Linked DNA regions of Anas platyrhynchos: region 2 is linked to region 1. A link is a contact called in public Hi-C data. All regions are on one chromosome and are shown on one strand. Each heading gives the region's core, a stretch centred on a gene start, on an enhancer-like site or on the middle of the called end of the contact. The rest is flanking DNA. Distances are from core to core; before and after follow the strand shown.

The links. Hi-C and Micro-C count contacts between places; a contact is called where the count stands out from the background.
Region 2: a contact with region 1 is called in a Hi-C map of F1 follicle, with 4 times the contacts expected there. The contact joins two enhancer-like sites. A contact is called at or near these places in 3 of 8 Hi-C or Micro-C datasets (F1 follicle, liver and skeletal muscle).

What each region holds. Positions count from the first base shown.
Region 1 is chr2:100,413,064-100,419,916 of IASCAAS_PekinDuck_T2T, forward strand. The region is part of intron 10 of SUGCT (succinyl-CoA:glutarate-CoA transferase); the gene reads left to right. Among named protein-coding and RNA genes, the nearest start is that of SUGCT, 74 kb to the left of the region's middle. Within about 2 kb of position 1,823, at least 1 of the 8 cell types and tissues checked has an H3K27ac peak or open chromatin away from gene starts, as enhancers often do. A contact at or near this core is called in F1 follicle, where this site is marked.
Region 2 is chr2:100,980,888-100,987,831 of IASCAAS_PekinDuck_T2T, forward strand. The region is part of intron 5 of LOC106015519 (a long non-coding RNA gene); the gene reads left to right. Among named protein-coding and RNA genes, the nearest start is that of INHBA, 25 kb to the left of the region's middle. Within about 2 kb of position 1,379, at least 3 of the 8 cell types and tissues checked have an H3K27ac peak or open chromatin away from gene starts, as enhancers often do. A contact at or near this core is called in F1 follicle, where this site is marked.

The DNA.
Region 1 (6,853 bases), core at 573-3,072:
TAATAAACCTTGATGCTAAGAAGTAAGAAAATGTAACCTGAGGCTTTGTCTATTATTAAACCCTTATTAATATCAGAATAGTTTTGATACATTTGCTTTTTAAGAGAAGTGGGATTTTAGCTACAGAACTTCAATTCACTTATATCGAGAGTGGTAAGGGTGAAGGTAAGAGACGCTTACCTTCAAAAAAAGTAGTTATCTGCTTTGACAAAACTGTACTTCCTGACAATCACTTAAAAACAGAGCATTTGCTGACTGAAGTTTACCCTGGTCATGTAAATTAATCTAGAGAAAGCAATCCTATACCTGTGGCCCCAAGGAGATTTCAACTGGTTATCTTGCTGTCACCTCCACTTTTGTTCTATTAGCTCTAAGCTACTTTTGATAGATGTCTGTCCCAATTTCTCTACATTGGAAATTCTGGAATATGTTTTATGGTCTTGTTAAACCCATAAGTGGGTCCTCTGAGCTCACTATGAGGAAGAAAAGAAATAATTTCATTGTCAGCTTAGAAGATGTCCTAAATTAGGAAAAGTATTTTTACTCTGTTGTTAGTGGTGTACTGCAGAAGTTGATTGTCTTGTTGTCTATAGCAAACATTTCTATACAGGTAATTTGTGCTCCTCTATAAGGTACTGTTTGCTGGTTTGTGTGAGGCCAACTCTTCACTTTTTCCCCAACCCGTATTCACATTTCCCCCCCTGTATTTTTTCCACCTCTTGTAATTTTTGTTTTTCTCTCTGGCATTTTTTCTACTTTGTTCACCTCTTCAGCTGTGCTGTCCAGATCTTGACAGAGTGCTTCAGGTGAGTTCTTTGTGTTTCTGAGTAACACAAAAAGCTATCACTTCTGAAAGACAGCTGGGAATAGTTTGCTTTATTAGTTAACAACAACATATTGCTGTATCTCATCCTTCTTGGGTTTTCAGCTGCAGGATAGGAGAACAGCACATAGCTCTATGCCGAAACTGCTAATTAGTTACCGGCTGCAACTTCAGTTTGATTTACTATTAAAAGGTTCTTGGGGTTCCTTTGTGCCTTTGTGTTCTGTTTTTTTTTTTTTTTTTTTTTTTTTTGTGTGTGTGTGTGTGTGTGTATAATTTACAGAATAGTTTTATTGATCATTTCCAGTTTGGTGAAACCTGCAGAGGTAAGGTCACTCAATACTAAAGTGATCTCTGAATCTGAGTTAGCAGCAGACAAAACTGTTGTCTGATGGTTGTCTGACTGTTGTCTTGTTTTGTCATCTACAGCAAGTTTAGGGTACTTGAATTTGAAAGAGTATGTTCGTGTGTGGCTTTAATGATCTTTTCAAAATACCCATTGGTTAACATCAGTAGTCATCTTTTCTTTCCTGGATAAATGAGCTCTGAGATTCTAAATAAAGTTGTCCAGCAAGGATATGGAAGACACAAATTGTATTATTTTATGTTTTAGATGGCTACCAAGGTAAAAAGTAGAAGTTAAGTTATCTTAGTAGAAAGGCTATTCTTTGCTAGATAATAATAATAATAATAATAATAATAATCAGACACAGAGTTAATCTCTAATTTGTTTTCCAACTGGTATGCAGAAAGTTAATACTAGTTGTGATTCTGTATCAAAACAATTGATTGTCACGTGGAATGGCCATAATATAAATAAATAGCAAGTTGATGTGATTTCAAGTAGAGAAGCATTAGATGAGTCTACGTATTTTTTTTTAAAACCTAATATAAAGACAAAGAATATAAAACATAAATATCAATGTCAGTCTGTATGATAATGTCTGTTCTAAACAGAGACAATTTTTTGACCTTGTCAAATTTATACTTGGAATGTGGGGTTGAGATAATGGCGAGAGACTTTTGACCATGAATAATAGTTGTAACAATGCAACAAAGCCTTTTTTAGCTATTAACTTAGCTCAATGGGGCAGAGAGGGCATTTTAATTTAGCATGGGGTATAGAACAATGAACCCCAATTCTTATTTTAGTGCTTCAGCAAAACCACAAATAATAATTTCTTCCTCCTTGCATAAATGCTTACAGCATTTTATTTGGCTTGAGAGTTTTATATATAGGAGTGAATGTATTGAGGTTAATTCTAGATATTACTTGATTTGTCTTAGTTTATCCATTTTTACATACCAGGTTTATATTTACCAGTTTGTTGAAGTTGAAGGTTAAATGAGAAGTAAAAATACTGTCGTATGATCGGAATTGTGAAAGAATCTGAGTTTTGTTTAATACATATAGTGTTTGCTGAAGTTTAATTTATTCCACAGAACATGAGGAGGCCCCTGGGCAGGAAGAGTTCTATGTATTAAGAATCTGATCAGGTACTTCATTTGAGAGAGTGTTATTAGTAATACCTCTTAGCATTTATGCATAATTATTTTATCTTTTCACTGTTACCTTTTCAAACCCCTCAGAGATTCTTAAATAATAAATAATTATTGCTATCTTTCAGAGTCTGACAGCGCATCATTGAGCAGTGTCATGTAAAAGTATGTGATCTAGCTTCAATGCTGCAAGCAGGGAAAAATTCTAGAAAAACAGTCTTGGATGGTGCTACACCTTCTCCATGTAAGATCATCTTGAACAATGTTGCTCTCCGCAGATATTTTCCTGACTTATTCTGGGACCCCATAACCTCCCAGACACTTAATTTTAGTGTTTCACTGTCTATTTAATCTCCGTGGCATACTAGGCAAGAAAATCACAGCAAGGAAGAGGCAGATCAGACATTAAGATAAGGTTTCTAATGCAGAAGCCAGATTCCTTCCTCTTTTCAGTAGTCTTTCATGTCATTATGTGCTAGCTTTTCTAAACTTCCTAAGTCTTTCCCCTGAGATCATGCTTTCCAGAACTTATGGTTTTTCTCTGTGCTTTCCTTTTGGAACACATCACTTTTGTGGCAACCAGAACCAAATGTGGCACATTACTCCAACTCCAGCTTTGTCATCTTGAAGTACAACAGATTATTTCATGAATCTTGTGGGTTCTGTTGATGTTCTGAAGTGCCAATTTAATGTTATCCTGCTGTTGCAAAGGAGACTGTTGTTAATTCATTTGCAGTTTCTGAAATGTGACTTCTTGATCCTTTTCTCCTGTATCGGTGGAGTGAATCTTTCATGTCTAATTTTAGAACTTCCCAATTGTTTTCCCTTGTTGAATTTTGCCATCTTTTTTTCAGACTTCATTTCCCAATTATTTTCTGTTCTATCCTGTCCAGTACTTGCAATTCTTTCTAGTTTTGTGTCATCTTCAGATCTGATAAAGCTACTTTCTTCTCAGTATCTGGGCTGTTAAAGAGAATATTGAAATGACCCTTAAGTAGTTGACGGTATTCTTACATATTGGCATATAATTTGTAAGTCCTTTTGATGATATTCAGCTGATAAACCTGTATGGCCTTACTTAAATTGATATTGTCCAGCACTGTATTTAGACCTAGATGTCTTTGCATGCTCACCGATGTCTTTGTACTTTACAAGTCCATAGTGGCTTCCACCCATCCTCTGGTTGTTTTAGAGTATGTGTGTGGGTTTTTTCCAGCATGTAAGTGCTCGTGTGTAATTTGCTTGATATATATATATATATATTTTAATCCACTTGGTGTTTGCAATTTCTTAGCTCTGTTTTCTAACTTCTGGTCCCCAAGGTCCACATGCTCACAAAAGAAATTGCTAGTGTGCAGTTTCCTCAGACTCTTCTGCAACAATTCTAAAATAAATCTCAACAGGCCTTGACATTTGAAAACTTTGGGTTGAAGGGCAGAAGTATGTTCAAAAGTATTTTTTTTTCATACTCTAGCCCAAGTATATTGCCATAATACTGTGCTTCTCTGCCTTTGCCTAATGAATTCACCGAGTATACATTTGTACAGTGCATATAAAGTCAGTAGGCATTGTTTTAATGCAAAATAATAAACAGAGATAGTAACATAGTACTTATTAGAAACACTTGGTAGGGCCTGTTAGTAAAGAGCATCTCCGCTTGGAGGTTGTGAATGTTCACAGGAATCAAGAGGGTTGTGAGTTACTTTCAGTTGATACTGATTGCTGAGCCTAGCATCTTCACAAGGCTTAATTCATCACTCAAGTCCAACTTTAGCCTTTAAAGTAGAAGTTGTGTTACTTCACGGACACATGAGACCTGCTGATAAACTTCTGTGCTAGGATTCATGAATTTCACCTGGAAAGATAAATTAAAACACTGTCATCTAAAAAAAGTGCAAATCCCAAGATTTAGGAAAAATAATGTTCAATAATATGAAGAATTTTACAAAGCGGACATTGTATATACAGCATGTCTTCTATGAAATGTAACATTGTGGAAATGAGGTTCCAGTATCTAAGTATTAACAGATGTACAAATCATCTTGTTGCTTAGCATTAAATTAGTGCACCACATCCTGAAAATGACGAGTGGCAGAATAATAGTGTTTATCAAAAATTCGTATATATTGTCTGTTCTCCTGCTTTATTTATTTTATTATTATTATTATTTTTTTCCATATGAGGTCCAAAAATTGTTTTGGTGGAAAAAGAAGGAAAACTGCTGACTCCTTCACAATCACCCAAGTTGATTTGGCAGCAGGCTGGGGTTTGTGTTTTTCTGCCCACCATTTTAATAAAAACCTACTCAGTTGTTTGGATTTTGCATCTTTGATTTCAGCTCCTTGAGGGAATCAAGATGCTGTTCTTGATTTAGTGAGACATTACTGTCCGGATGTAAATAGTATTTTTCAGTAATTTATATCAGACTCACCAGACTCATCAGTAATGTATCAACTCATCAGGAAGGGAAGGCAGCTTCTCCCTGAAGCTCTAAAAACCCAGAAAGAGAAAAATACTGATGGTTTTTGTTTTAGAACATCTCGGTTTTTAAGCCAACCTTATGATTTTTTGGTAGATCTGAGTCATATTTAGTATGTGGCTTGGCATACTATGATCATTCACTGTACCATCTGCTGTAATTCCAGCAAGAGACGTTTCCCTTGACATCCCTACCCCAAAAACATTTCTGATAACCCTGCTTCTGAGCTCTGCACTCATGCTTCTTAGTGGATAAACAGGCTTTTTAGCATGTCCAAAGAGCCCTTAGAGACAAATGTTATATCTACTATATTTAAAATCCATTGTAATTGTCGCTCTGATGCCATCCTCCAAGAATGTCTTAAAGAATATATGTAAAATAGTTGTAATGAGAATTAGAAATACCGCAGACTGAGTGTCTCCGGAACCATTATGAAAGTGGCTGCAGTGGAACTGGCAGCAGTTGGTGATTGAGTAATGGTATGATGGCAGTTCCAGTTCAGGCAGGGAAGATGCTGTGTTTGCCACATGTGAATTAATATAGTACTGCTTTTTACTGTTGAGGGATTAGCGCTTTTTTTTTTTTTAAAGAATATTTGAAGTAGGAAAGACTAGGAGAATAGATGAACCCATATTGCATACAGCTGCTTTTTTGAGCTGATGAGTTAAAAATCTGCTATAGCTGGGAAGCATCAAATCTGAAATTATAATACTGCCAATGAATGTGACATACTTTTAAAACACCAGGTAAGAACTGTGCCCTTCTGACAAGTAACCAGAAAAAGAGTAGTAGGCAAGAAAGTCTGCCTACCATTTGGACCTGGCTTTCGTGCTCAGCAGCAATTTGTATTGCAGCAATTCCTTTTCAATGCGGTTCTGTGTGCATCCATTATGAATATGAACCACAAAAAAAAAAAAAAAAAAAAAAAGGAAAAACATATTAAAGATAAAAGGATTGCCAGAAATGATAATTTAAGTGCTAGAAGTTAAGAATTGTTTTTTCTTCATTCTAGTTCTTTGTTTTTCCCTATGTGTGTACCAATAATTAAGAGTATATGCAAATTCTACATTTTTTGTTTTATCCTGTAACACCCATGAGGCCAATATTTGATATTCATATAGCATACCTTAATGCAAATTAAAAAGTAACGGATTCATCGTAAAATCCTCTTTTCAATATGTAGAAAATAATCCTTGGAAGAAATCAATCTTTATTGTTTCTGATTGAACTACACATAACTTTTTTTTTTTCAGTACTCATCAGACTGCATTAAGCTGTATCATATTTACATCACATTTAAGTAATAAAGGAAACCTTATCCTAAAGCCAGCATTGCCCTTTAAGATTACATTGTCAATAAAATTAAGAATACCAGCTTTCTCCAATGAGAAGGAATATATGGGCTTGCAGCATCATACTCCACTCTCATGGAAATGCAGCATGTGGAGAATCAAACAGAAAAAATTGTCTAGCTAGAATATAGCTCACCTACATTGAGGCTATCATGACTAGAAAAGGAAATTAGTGTATTGCATGGCTGTAATGTATAGCTTGACATCCAGTGCCTGCTCCTGTGTAATTTACTTGCCTCTTTTGGTCACCTGACTGAAGACATTAAGTGGGCCACAGGGTAAGCCAGGAAATTCAGCACTCTGCTCTCCAAGTCCAAAGCTCTGTTGTTTCCCCTCAACCCTTCCCCCTCCGTCATTCTTCACAGCTGGTCAGCACATGCACGATGCTTGTTTAGGCCAGGTAGGGCAGATACGGAAAGATACATATGGAGCACATGCAAATCTGCACTAAATTTCTGGAATGCAGCAACAGGGTGAAGTTAATGTAAAGCAAGATTTCTTTAATGTTTAAAGTTTCTAAAACTAATAAAAAAAAGAGACAACAAATTCACTTTATAGCCGTTCCTTTTCTCTACTACTACTAACTGAGCGGGTTTGGGACTTTGCCAAAATATTACACATTGCTCAAGAAGATTACAAAGAAATCCCAGACATGCACTAGAGAGCTATTAAATTTAACATTTCTAAAAGATATTTTCA
Region 2 (6,944 bases), core at 129-2,628, 570 kb after region 1:
ACAAAAAGAAGCAACCTGTCTTACTATATTTTAACCTGGTTTTGAGTTAAATTTGGCCCCTCATAGCACTGATAATGACTTTAAAAAGATTTAGCAAGGAGAATATTCTTGAAAAAAAATACATCTATACAATCAAGTCATTAGCTAAGGGCAATTTCTCTTAGCAGGCTGTAATAAAACCAGGCTGATTAAGCTTCAGGGACTTGCATAAAGCAGTTCTGTCTTTACGGAGTGACTTAAAAGAGTCAGTGAGGCAGCAGATCCACACCAGTGAGCAGCTGCAATGAGAAACAGTGACAATCCTTTGCCTGCAAGCGTTGAAAGAAACTTCTTTGTATTTCAACTGAGACACATTTCTAGCTGGCCTATCAACCAGTGCCACGTTGTTTGTTGATGTTCATATGTATGTGAATCCAGGAGTTTAACCCATATGTAAACTGATATAACCCACCCGCCCTGATAACAGAGCTATTAAAAGAAGGCAAAGGATTAACAGGGCAGTGTAAAGAGGAAGGTGGTGATCTGCTGAGGCTGTCAGCGAACAGGTCCTGCAATGGCTGGCTTCACCTGAAACTTTGAGTCTTTACAAGACTTGGTCCAAACTAACCTACCTGTCTGTACCTTACTGTTCTGCGGCATAAAATGGGAACAAGGATGCTTTCTCTATACTTACACAGTGCTGTGGATTGTGGAGCTATCTGGTTTGGAAGGGACATCTGGAGGGCCCTCCTGTGTGGAGCAGGGCCAGCTCTGACATCAGGCCCAGTTCCAGGGCTAGATCGTACCGCTCAGGGGCTCTGAGGTCACTGGAAGCAGAGGACCTGCTGACCACCAGAGCCCAAGGATGTCCCTCCCCACCCTCCTGGTACATACCAGCTTTGGGGATAGGGGGAGGTGACTGTTTTGGGGAGAGCGTGTGGGTCTTTTGCACCTTAGTGCCTGATGCAGGCATGTGGGGGATGCAGCTGGCACCCAGGGTGCTGTGGAAGGATAGGGTTTGGAGCTGCACCCCAGGAGCCCCCCGGCTGCCTCCTTGCTGCACAGGGGCCGTGCACATCCATCCCGGCAGCAGTATGGCCGGAGATTCAGCCTGGAAACTCACAGCCTCCAGGAATAAAAGAGGGCGTGAAATCTTACTACTCTTAAATTCCAGCCGGGGGGAAGCCGGACGTATCCCTTCGGCAAAGAATCAGGCCTGCACGGTTCAAAAGGAAAGAGAAAAGGGAAGGAAGCTGCTGGCGGACTGCAGCCTCCCCCCTCTCTCTGCCCGGCGGCTGCCTCTGCCCTCTCGGAGCGCGCTGGGACTCCCCGGAGGGGGGGCCCGATCCTGTGCGCAGCGCTAATTAATTAGCAGGCGGCGCTGATTGCGGGCACTGCCCGCCTTTAGCCGGTGCTGGAGCGCCCTCTCCTGGAGCGGGGACCCCCGCAGCCTGCGGGAGGGGGCTGAGCATCTGCACCTCGCCGGCCCTGGTGGCCCAACTGTCCCCAGCAGCTCCCCCAAAGTCGTTTCGTCCCCCGTTGTTTGCCGTCCGGGGGGGGCTGGGGAGGGGGGAGGTTGACTTTTCTCGCACCTTTTTCCATCTCTGACCTCGCCGGTATTTTGCGGAGATAGGCATTAGCCTGGGTTTGCCCCCTCAGTCTCGCTAAATCTCCGTGCCTGGGAAGGAAGCAGTGTTTTGAGTCGCTAGTTCTTGCCAAAGACCTGGTTCTGATGGGCTGTGGTGCTTCAGGGAGGCCCAGGACTGGTTAATCCGAGGAATTCAATGCTGATTAAATATTGGCATATATGGAGATCCTTCAGGAGCAGCATTATGATGGATTTCTTGGCTGAGAGGAATTAATTTGTGTATCTCCCTGCTTTGACACTGTAACTGTTATCAGAGGATGCATAACTCATAAGGTTATACTCAGAAACTAGAGTAAAGATCTTGCAACAGTCTGGGTCTAAGTATGATTTTCATTCATTTAAGTACCTTCTACTAGGTTCAATGAGCTGTAATCCAGTGGAGAATTTTGTTTTTTTCCTTTAAAACATTCCACAAGGGATTCTTCAGCCTCTTATGGGATGAATCCCAGCAAGATAGGAAGTGCATGAACCACAGTCATTTACTGCAGGGACCAATAAAGACTGAGAGCATCAGGAAAAAAGAATGACTTCTATACAGCTGTGCAAGAAATACCTGGATGGCCAGAAAAGGAAATTGCTCTGTTCTTGGATGCACACTGCTGTCATGTGTTTGGGGAAGCTGGGTCAAATGAGGCAGGAAAGTTCCTCAGAGTCAGAGCAGCCTTCATGCTTGCCATTCAGTTCTCAGATCAAACGTCTCACATACTGTCTGCTACTATCTGGAGTCTGGCTCCCGACTTTGTTTTGTTCTCCCAAAGATCCAGGGAGAAGTCAGTAGTTGTGTAAGGCTGGAGATGCCATGTGGTATGCAAGGGAGTGGGAAAAAAAGCAAACCTTTGGCTTACAGGCCACAGAGTTGACATAGACTGAGGTTGTGGGCCAGCCACAATTGTCTTGGGACTGCTGTTCTCTTCTGCTGGCACGTCATCTGCCTGCAACAATGTGCTGACTGAGCTTGCTTGTCTATTGTAGCGCTTATCCTACCACTCCTTTGCCTTGTAGAGCACTTTTACATTTCAGTTGTGGATCGTTGCTCTAGTCTTGTTTCTGCCCCTTTTCACTCAAGGCAGGAACAGAAGCAAAGAGATGTTCTTCCAAGCACAAATACCACCCTAGGGTGTGAGTATGTGCTCTTTGTGATCCTTGCTGGTTTTACCAACCTGTGAGTCTTTCTTTTGTATTCACAAAGTTCCTGTCAGCACAGTATTTAAGCTTTGGTTGTGGTATTTCATTATCCAAAGGAGGGTCACCCAGACAGCCCTCCTCCCACAATAACCAGACTGCACAACGTGTGTTGCAGTGCTGTGGGTAGTACCCTGCATACCCTAGAAACTTGCAGAAGGTTGGAGAAGTATGTCTTATTAGAAAAGGTAAGGAGATGTTAGAGTTGAGCATATTTTATTCAATGAGCTCCTTGCAAGCAAAGACTTAGACATGACGAGGAAGAAGCTTCCTTTGAGAATGGCTACAAAGTGCTTGTGGGACTGGCAAGTACAGCTAGCAACCAAGATGCCTATGGGTAAAAATGGGTATCAAAAGAAAAACAAAAAGAATAGCTTAGAAGAATTAAAGCCTTGGCTTCTCTTTCTGTGCTTCCTCAGGAAAGGATATGAACTAGCAGCAAAATGTTCTCAGCATCAGCAAAAACTCCAGTGCTGTCGGAAAGATCTGAGATGTGTTAAACTTCTGCAGATGCAAAATGAAGTGGTATCAGATCTGATCGCTCAGGGAGCTGTGTGCCCTGAAATTTCACATGAAGCTATGCCCAGCAGCTCACAGACTGGCCATCAGGACACAAGGTTCTGCTTAGGGTCCCAAGCATGGGGGCGGGGGGTGGGGGGTGGGAAGGGTATGCATTCTTCTTTCAGAAGTAATTTTATTGCCGTTGTAGTGAACATGGACAGTCTTACACTGACAGCATGGGATAGTGAAGTATAACGGTGCATGTGGCCCTCTGAAGGACCTGTGGGAATAGCTGGTCCCGCTGTATAACAAAACAGTACCCAAATACTGGAAATTAGCCGAGAGCTACAATTCCCAGCTGACAGCCCAGAAGGAACAGAGAGGACAAGAGGCACCTCTTTTGGAGGGATAGGCTTTCAGAAAGGCCGAGGGACTAAGAGACTGTTGCTAAGTGAAGGAGTTTTTTTCCCCCTAGATTAATTTAAAGGACATTTCTGTCCAGCTAGCTCAAAAGAGGTTTATCACACAGCTATGGGTTTTGTTGTCTTTGGCTAACACAAAGCAAAACCAACCTTAACTGTGTACTCGAAGACCAAATTGTGTTTAATGTACATTTTCCCTCATCATCCCTCTGCTGTTCCTCCAACCTGCTTTGGAAGAGGATTGTTTGGATGTGACCTTAGATCATTTCAGTGTCTATTAAATACTTGACCTCCCTACCAAGTGCAGAAAGAGTGATACAGTTTGTGATGGTAGTTTTTGTTTGGTTGGTTTTGTTTGGTGTTGGCTTTGTTTTGTTTGGAGATTTCTGTGCTGCCGGAACAGCACTGCAATCACTAAACTCATTTTACTCTGATCAGGATATAGAAAGCAGATGGCAACAACTTCAAGTCATTAGTGTAATATTTGACACTGCATACTTTATTTCTATTTCACTGTCATAGCTATTGCTTGTTGCAATACCTGAGACTAGTTTTTCATAAAAGGGATACTTTGGAGGAGCAAACAGATTTGACTGGGTAAATCCCCCCAAAAAAGAACCACATCATGAAGGACAAGCCCATTCCACCTGGCATTTTGCCACTTCCACACTCATATTCAAGTAGTTCAATCAAAACTTAAATAAATTAAAGGCACTTTTCAGATCTCAACATTTCTGTTTGAGAGTTTAGTAAAGATGTGAAAAGATCATATTTATATGTTTTACATGGTGTTTCCTCCATTCCTATTAAACCCAGCCTGTTGATAGTTGCCACTTCTCTTCTTCTCCCTAGAGACTCAACTGGGTGCATGAGGCAGGTGTGGGCATGAGAGTGCAAATCTGTCTGCGGTACCTGATTTCTCATCCTCACCTCCAGACCAGTTTCTCTGCCTCACTTCACACCGGTGCCTGGCTGGGGTGCCACTGGTATCCCACACAGGTGGCTGGGGCAGCTGTGTCTGCCCTTTGTGATTGTGAGCAAAACCCCACCGCATCATTTCTTCCAGGCTTGAGGCACCTTTGGTCTGTTCTCGGGTGGATGGTCTGACTTGGCGTTGTGGTTGACGCTGTCAGGCTGGAGGATGGTTGTCTGTCTGTCATTCCTCACAGATTTATTTTTTTTTCCTTTGCTGTTTAACAGAACTGTGAATGTGCTATTCATGTTGGTTTGCATAACTGTGACCTGAACAGCAATGCCTGCATTCATGCATTCAGTGCTATCAACACTGAAGAAGCCACTTCTCTTCAGTGGTGCACTCTGGAGATCCAGTCACACGCCTTTTGTCCTGCATTTAAGGGAGGGAAATAACTGAGGGCTTTCTCACCCATCTCAGTGCCCTGTGAATGTTTTGAGCAACTGATATACCTCACTGGGTGTTCAGCCAGTAACTTGAACTGCTGATATTCTTCGCCTTGCACATCATGATTTGATATGAATAAACATCGACACTGTACCAATTGTTTATTAGTTTTGGCTTCTCTTTGAATTTTAGAGTAGGAATCATATTCTAAGAAATAGGTTTTTAGGTCAAATTCTCTCCTGCTTTTCCCATAGTCTGTCATTTCATGAACTTGAATCAGGATTTTTTCATTTGTGTTCTTTGGAACTATTGTGTCTTTTATCTAAGCATATATCCTAAGCCAAAAAAAAAACAAACAAAAAAAAAAAAACAAAAAAAAAAAACTCTTCTTGTCGTTTGCTGTCATTTGCTGATTTTTTCAATACCTATATGTTACTATGTTTTTCTTAAACTGCTGAAATCATCATATTTCTCTTTCTGAGACTGCAAGGTTCTGTTCACTGGTGTCTTCCTAAAATCCCAGGACTGTGGTGATTTAAATGCTCTTTGCTTACCCTCTCCTAATAAAACACTGTATTTCAGTTAATGCAAAACTAAGGGGGAGACAAGTACATGTATCTCTGAAAGCTTTCTGACTGCAGAATGAAAGGGAGTGTGCTCTATTTTTAGTTAGCATAGAACTGTTTATTGCCTTGCTAAGCATATGACCCATCCTGAAGTCAGACTATCTTCCATTTCTGTGTTCTAGTTGCAGCTAAAAACAAACAAAAAATCTTCTAAAATACATTTTCAATTAGAATGCAATTAATTTATATAAGGAAAGCATTGTGCTACATAAAGTACATGCTATGTATTGTTACTATATATTCACAATATGTATGTCTATATGTTGTATTAAACATATGTATATATGTCTATATGTGATAAAGTATTATGCTACATAATACTTTAAGCTACATGATAATTCATCAGAAATGGTGTGACCAGCAGGACTAGGGAAGTGATTGTCCCCTTGTACATGGCAATGGTGAGACTGCACCTTGAACATTGTATTCAGTTTTGGGACCCTTACTCCAAGAAGGGCATTTAATTGCTTGAGCATGTGCAGAAAAGAGCAATGAAGCAGGTGAAGGGAAAAGAAAACAAAGGTTATGAGGAGCAGTTGAAGGAACTGGGGTTGTTTAGTCTGGAGAAGACTGGGCTGAGGGGAAACCTCATCACACTCTACAGCTACCTCACAGGAGACTGCAGTGAGGCGAGTGTTTTTCTCTTTTCCCAGGTAACAAGTGGTAGGACACAAGGAAACAGTCTCAAATTGTGTCAGGAAAAGATTAGATAGGAAATTTGGAAAAATTTCTTCATGGAGACAGACAGTGAACAAGCATTGGAAGTGGTGGAGTCCTAATCCCTGCAGATATTTAAGAGACACATGGACATGGCACTAACGGATGTGGTTTACTGGTGGGATTTGGTAGGTCAGGTTGGTGGTTGGACTTGGTAATCTTGAAGGTCTTTTCCAACCTAGGTGATTCTATGATTCTACATTGATAAAGCTTGAAACAACCAGCCAAAATTCTCTGTCAGTATAGGCATAATATTTGTGTTCTAGTGAGGAGCAAACAGTGACTGCAGTGGTGTTGAGAGGTCTTGGTATAAATAAGTCACTGCCCTTCCTGCACTGCCTAAGTACCTGTTCCTTTTAGAGGTGCTTGAACAAGACAGTAACTTCATCAAACAAAAACATTTTAAAATAAATGAACAGAATTCTTAGTGGCTGAAATGTTTATATATTTTTTGTTCTGTTTTGTTTGTTTATATATGTCTCACTGCTACACAAATGCTTACAGGAATA